Regions from separate parts of the Mus musculus genome. Here region 2 is linked to region 1. Evidence: chromatin contacts called from public promoter capture Hi-C data. All regions are on one chromosome and are shown on one strand. Each heading gives the region's core, a stretch centred on a gene start, on an enhancer-like site or on the middle of the called end of the contact. The rest is flanking DNA. Distances are from core to core; before and after follow the strand shown. Region 1 holds the start of Chd6 (chromodomain helicase DNA binding protein 6). Region 2 holds the start of Tox2 (TOX high mobility group box family member 2).

Region 1 (3,256 bases), core at 337-2,836:
TAAAAATATGCCCTACTGGCTTACCTATAGTCTGATCAAGGCTCCCTCCTCTGATGACTCTAGTTTGTGTCAAGTTGGCATAAAACTAGCTAGTACAAGAAGCAGGACCCAGAAGAGAATTAGGGCCATTGGCTGAAAGACATAAGACAACCAGGACTTCTAAGAAGCTAAACATATTCTCTTAGGGAGTACAGGAAGGCTCTGTTAACATTGTGATTACCCTTGACACACTCATACCACCCTCATCCTAAACAATTCTGACAAACTGCTCTTGGAGTCATCAGACTCAGATCATTCCTGCTTTAATTAAGATAAAGTGAGCTTTTAAAGTCAGAGTCCAGCCAGTTTTGGACTTTTTTTTCTTCTTCTTTTATTTAAGTATTCACTGGGGAAACACTCCAGATGGGACAGGCAGGAGTGAAGAGGAAAAGTGATCACCAGGTCCCAGAGTAGGGAGGATGCTATGAGGAATATTTAGCTAGGCAGGATAGGCTCTAAATTCCTCCTTGCCCTAATTGTTCCTCCCCCATCTCTGGTCTGATGTCCTTCCTCCCGCCATCTGTTTTCTTTATGGCATTTATCACTACCTGCCTCTGTGTTCATTTATTTATTTTATTTATTGCTTTTCCTTTGCCTGTTCGGTGAGTGCAAGGGCTTTGTCCTATTGACCGCTACATCCTCCGTCTCAGATCAATGTCAGGTATTTAGTGGGCACTTAAAAATTAGCTGCTAAAAAACGAATTACGGAAGACAACAATTGGTTGAATCTCTGTCATATGCTAGGCCCTGTCCTTGAGGATGCTACAAGGATGGTAGTGGAGATAGGCCCGAAAATAAACACACCATGGTTCCACTCCTGATGTTACTGAAGCATATCCAATGCGCTGCAGGATCCTCAGGGCTGGAAAACTCCCGGGGTGTGCAGGGCCCTGGGAAGACGTTCCTAGTATGCTAGGGAGCCAGGCGGATCTGCAGTATAAGCAGCTGGAGACTGACGACCCGGCTCCTCGCTTCCCTCGGCCTCTCAGCATCTTCTTTTTCCTGTCCGTTGGGACCTTCACCTCTCCTCGAGTGCGCGTTGCAGGATCTGGGCGCCGGCGGGGCGCTCACGTCGTGGGACCCCAGTACATCTTCTCCCACCTCCGGAGAGCCAATCCCGGGTTTTCCAGCTTGCTTGCCCACTACCTGCGAGACCTCCACCTGCAGGTTGAGCCCCAGCCGCGGGCCAGCGCCCAGGTCCTCGCCCCCTGCTTGCAAAACAGAGCGCAGCACCCCGCCCCGCCCCCTCCGCCTGCGGGACCCCAGCCCCGCCCCGCCCCCGCGGCCCGGCCGCTTCATTCCGGGGGGGCGGGCCGGGAGCTGCGCTGTCTGCAAGGCGGGGAGATCTAGGCTGGGAGGCGGAGCGGCTCCGACATCGACCAATCACCGCTGCGATCACATCCATGCAAATACGAGCACAATGGAGCAAGCCCATCACTCGCTCCTGCAAGCAAGCTTGAAACGGGCTTCTGTCTGATCGGCAGCCCACACGACCAATGAACCTGTGTTTTGGGCAGGCGAAACCCAATAGCGCGGCAGGGAAGGCGGGCCCAAGCTGGGTTAGGGTGTCCTTGCAGGGTGTCTGAGCTAAACTTCACCAAATAATAGCTGTTTGTATTTTGGCTGCTGCAGGAGCCATTTTAGGTAAGTTCTTCTCTTAACTTTTTATTTTCCTGCCTGGCCCCGACAAGCTGGGCTTGCCCGCGGGGACCCTGTCTCCGCCCCGCTGGCCGGGATGGGGCTGCCCTATGAATGGAGCGGGGCTGAGGGGCCGCGGCGGCGCGAGGCCCGGCCGGGCAGGGGTCCGAGCGCGGCCGCGGGCGTTCGGCCAGGCCGAGGGCCCCGAGGCCTGAGGCGAGGGGTTTGGCGTCCGCCCCTCCCGGCTGCCGCGCGCTCTGGCCGCCCGCCCTCCGTCCTTGGGAGAGCGCCACTGCGGGGCCACGCGCCCAGGCTTGGGGTCCTGCTTCAGACCCCAAGCGCGGGCCTTTGCGGCGGGGCGGGGCCTGCCAAGGCTTCCCAGGGGACCCCGGCGGCCCACGGCGCGTGAGGGCCACCCCCGCGCCCGCCAGCCGCTACCGCCCCCGCGGAGAAGTTGCTCCGCTCCGCGTCCTGCGTCTGTTTGCAGGGGTGGAGGAGGGTGGGCCGGTGCCAGGCTGCTGCTCCGGGAGGGGGCGGGGGCCCCGGCGCGTCCCCGGGTCGCGCGCCCCTCCGGCCGGCTCCTCACGCACTAACGCGCACTCGCCCCCGAAAATTTGAGCCCTCAAGACTCCAAGCCACCAAGCTACCCCGCTGCCAAGTTTGGTGCGTTATTAGATTGCATGTTAGAGCTTGCAAAGAAATTAGAGAGAGGGAATATGAAAAAAAAAAAAAGAAAAAAATCTGTTTCCTTCAGGGTATTTATTTCTCTTCTCTGTTGAGAAGTAACGGAGGAATGTCCTTCCTAAAATTTCCAGGGACCATGCCTGTCAGATGTGGAGAGGGGTTGGCAGCTCCTTGGGTTTTAAAACGAGGTTATTAGGAAATCCCCGCACTAGTGAGATAATTGAAATGTGAGTTTGTTTGCAGCTTCAGTTTTATTTGATCCAATTAAAAATGCATAAGCATGCACTTTATATTTGTGTACATAGAGTATTCCTAGTTTCAGTTATGACTAATATGACTGTGGTTTCACGAGTGTGGGATCTAATAAGGCAGTATAATTCAATTTTGAGCTCGTAGGCCCGTGTTCTCCAAATTAGGCTTTATAGACCATTAGTAATCTGGCCAAGGTTTCTAGAGAGTCTCTGGCATCTCTGAGCATCTTTCTCCGGGGCTTGTTTGTGCCTTTTTTGCCACCCCTCAAGAAACTGTTCATTTCTGCTGTAACAGATCCATGAACAGAGAAAATAGATATTTTAAATATTGACAGTTTTCAAGAGTGTCTGAAATATTTTGCCTAGGATTTGATTATTTCCCAAATGGTATATAAGAATACCATGCCAGTAGGCCCTCATATTGGCATACTCCATGGGGATCTGCTTATGGTGCTTTTGGAAAAGTCTGGACAGACACCATGCTTTCTTTCAGAGCTCTGAGTGCTTGACTTATTGTAAGGGAGTGAGCGGGTCTGTCTCATTCACTGTGGGTAGCACAGTAGTTTAGTTGGAAGCCAAGTTGGAAGATCAGGTTGGCAGCCTCTGAGAGAGTTTTTTGTGAACTTTGTGGTTCTCTGGCAACA
Region 2 (3,612 bases), core at 510-3,009, 2.1 Mb before region 1:
GCACCATCCCCCCTCTCAGGCTTCCAACTTTGCGGATCAGCGCACAAAAGATAATCTGCTCTTCCCCCCCCCCCCCCCCACTCCGAGAGATGCGCGCCGCCCACCTCCGCCCCGGGACGCCCCGGCCTGCGTGGCCCGCGCCGCCCGGACCAGGGCGAACTGCAGAGGGCTCCCGGCCGCAGCCGCTCCCTTAGGGCCTGAGGATGCACTTGCAGAGAGGCCCAGCCCCGGAGGCCCAGCGATCGGCCGGACGCTCGGCTGCTGCAGCATCCCGACAACATCCCCGCAGCCAGGGGCTGCGCGGACAGCCTGTAGGGAAGGGACAGACCCCCAGAGGGTCATGGATCCAGCCACCCGACGCGCACTCACCACGCAGCGCCGCGGAGCCCGCGCGTCTACGTCCCGACCGCCCGGAGACCCACGCGCGCTGTTCAATCCGGGCTCCGAGTGACGAAAAGCCGCGCTCGGCTCCAGCCTGACCCCGACCGACGCACAGACCCGGGGACGCACCGACCGTCTGGCGTCCGAACTAAGTTTCAAAGTTCCCTTCCCTGCGAGGGAAGGGGACTCAGACAGCGCCGCTGCCCCTGACCGTGCCCGCTGAGCTCAAAGGGGAGCTGGGGTCCGATGCCCCTGGTCCTGGGATCCAGGCACTACCTCCCGGGGGCGCCGCGCTGTGGGGCCCTGGCTGGAGTTGAGCACAGAGAACCTAGAAAAATGGTGGGGACGGGGAGCGAGAGTGTACCTCCTCGCTGCGGCTCCAGCCTGGAGGGACGCTAGCTCCCCAATCCAGGGAAGGGATAGGCCTTGATTGGACGACACCGGCATAAAATCAGAGGCGCCACGGGGTAGTGACGGCCAATTAGTAAACGGCCCAATTAATGCTCAGCGCCGAGAAGTTAAAACCCCGACGCGCGAGTGTGGACAACCGAGGGGTGGGGGCGAGCAGTGGAGGGTGCTGGAGCCTGTGACTGTCCCTGGGTGTGTCCGGGTGTGACTAGGTGGCCGTCAGGGCGATTTGTAGCTGGGGCTTCTCCTCCAGGGGATGGATCTGCGTGACCGAACGTGTACACTTGTGGGTCATTGTGAGTCTGAGCTGTGACTGTCGGAGCTACTTCTTTGTGTGACTGTCCCCCGTTGCCACTGGATGTGACAGCAGCTGCGAACCTGTGTGGAAGCGTTGTGTATGAGTGTAGATAGATGAGGTGACTTGTATGTTATCGTAGCCCTGTGCGTGGGCGAGTGGCTGCGTGTGGTTGAGGATAAATGACTGGCACCGTGACTTATGTGGGACGGCGAAGGCTGTGTGTGGTGCCGCCTGGCTGGGTGACAGAGAGTCGCTGCGCGTCGGCTTGTGAATGAATGCGAAGCGTGGGTGAGTGTGTCACTGTGTCGTCTTACGGGAAGCTGTCGGGCTGACTTCTGCCCGTGATCTACAACTCCCAGCATGTGTGACCGACCGCGAGGGTAGCGGTGTGAGTGGCACGTGCCCGTCGTCCAAGATGTTGTGTGCGTGTCCCCGTGTGCGCCCCCAGAGTGCCTACGTCCGCAGCCACGAGATTACTCCTGCCCCCCACGCTCCAGCCCGGGACACTCGGGCCCCCAGCCTACCTTGCCGCCTACCTTGCCGCAGTGGTAGTAGTCCAGGTGTGCCAGGCCGGCCGGCTCGGCCCCGGGCCGCGCACCTACCGCGGGCGCCGAGGGATACAGGCGGACGTCCATGGCGGGCGCGGCGGCGGCGGCGGCTCCCGCGGGCAGTGCCTGGGCGGGCAGCCGTGGGAGCCCTATGCGAGCCCGTGTGCGAGCGCGGGGGGCGGGCCGGGGGCGGTGCCCGGAGGGGAGCTACGCCCTCCCGCCACGCCCTCCCCCGCCCCGCCCGCAAGCGCTATTGTTCCGGCCTCGGGAGCCGCCGAGGGCAAGGGGGGCCCCCTGGTCGCCTTGGTCTCCGCCCAACCCTCCGCCCCTAGAGTTAGTTGCCAGTCCAAGTGGACCGTTCCTGTCCCGCCTTTTGTCACCAAGAAGAGAGAAATCTCTAGGCCACCCCTGTCCAGAAATGGGACATTCCCAGCCCCAAATATTGGGGACAGTGTCAATCCCCACCCTGCTTGCAGGGCAAGTAGGAAGTGGTTGAAGGAGCATCCATTTGGAGATGGGCACTATCTTACCTTTTGCCTTACATGGGTCTTAGAATAGTTCCCTGCCTCCCAACACACACACCTCAAGCTCATCTGAGTTATTCAGAGAGGGACGGGGGGAGGGGGCAACGTGCATAAAGGTTTATTTTATATATGAGGAAATCGAGGCACCAGAAAGGGAGAGCATGCAGAAGTGAAAGCGCTTGGATGAAGACTGTGGAAAGTCCCCTCCCCCTTACTGGTAAGGACGGGAAGGCTCAGAAGCCCCGTACACTTAGCGTACACTTAGCCACCATCCAGAGCTTTTCGGAACCCCAGAGAAGCAGTGTGAATCTGCCCCTTGTCGTCCGTCCATCTGTAACAGCACCCTTGTTCCACAGACACTTGCTAGCTGGAAGAACCATCAGGGGCTGTCTGCTGCTCACCCCACCCCCATCCAGTTCCTGGGTTCCAGGTTCTGGAATACTTTCGAAGCCTGCCTGGGAAGAACAACTGGAGAAAAGAGCGTGAGCCTCTTGCCCACTTAGGAGACAGCTTGAAACTAGCTCAGGCTCCATAACTGCTTCTTGGACTTGCTTCCTGGCCGGGAGCGAGGACCGCAGCAACCATGAAATCCAGGCACCTCAAGAGCAGTGTGGGAACTGGTCTTCCAGCGAAGGCTGGAGAACAACAGAGGGAAATTACAACCCAGAAAGGAAAGAGCTTCTAAATAAACGTCAGTCATTGTTTCTAGAAACACCAGGCTCAGCCTTATCAAAAAGGAATTTCCGACAAGCCTCTCTCCTCCCCCCCCCCACCCCCCCTGTCTCTCCCAGATCTGGCTACCCAACTAACCTAGCAATAGTCACTGAAACACACACACACACACACACACTTCTCTGCATTGAATTGAGTATTTCATGTGCACGTGGATGGCTTCTGTGCTGTCTGTCTGTCCTGTTTACTTTTCTCTCCTTGTGCCATTAGCCCACTGGACTACTTCAGCTTTGTAATAAATCTTAATGTCCCATAGAATAAGTCCACACACATTTTGTTCTTTAAGACTACCTTGGCAATTGGCCTTGGTGCCTTAATAAAAATCAGCTGGGATTGTCATTGTTCTCACATCGAATCTTTATCCCAATTCGGATGAAGAGGGTGTTTTCTCTGTGCATTAATTTTATCCATGAACATGGTACACCCACTTAGGGTTTCTTTACAAGTTCTCTCAGCCATGTTCGTATGCGAAAACCTGGCACATCTTTTATTAGATTTACAACTGGGTTTTTTTTTGTCATTTTTATGCTATTATCAATTATTTATTTTGTTTGTTAATATGATGGTCAAGGCTTTCTAACACCTCCACAAATCCTTTGACACTCCTCCCTAGGAGTAGAGTCTAATGCCTCCCTCTTAGAAAGGCTGATTTTGGCGAGTGGTTCTTAGTAAATACCATGACTTCTGAGGCTAGTTCATTAAAGCTAACACAGTCTCACCT

The links. Promoter capture Hi-C pulls out the DNA fragments that hold promoters and counts their contacts.
Region 2: a promoter capture Hi-C map of embryonic stem cells shows a contact between it and region 1, with 2.7 times the contacts expected there. The contact joins the promoter of Tox2 here to the promoter of Chd6 in region 1. A contact is called at or near these places in 1 of 39 promoter capture datasets (embryonic stem cells) and 1 of 115 datasets of contacts at active chromatin or transcription factors (astrocytes).

Annotation. Positions count from the first base shown.
Region 1 is chr2:161,107,416-161,110,671 of GRCm38.p6, reverse strand. It overlaps Chd6 (chromodomain helicase DNA binding protein 6), which reads left to right and starts at 1,586. Exons shown (of 37, transcript NM_173368.3): 1 at 1,586-1,683.
Region 2 is chr2:163,201,274-163,204,885 of GRCm38.p6, reverse strand. It overlaps Tox2 (TOX high mobility group box family member 2), which reads right to left and starts at 1,759. Exons shown (of 9, transcript NM_001372575.1): 1 at 1,624-1,759. The coding sequence starts at 1,722.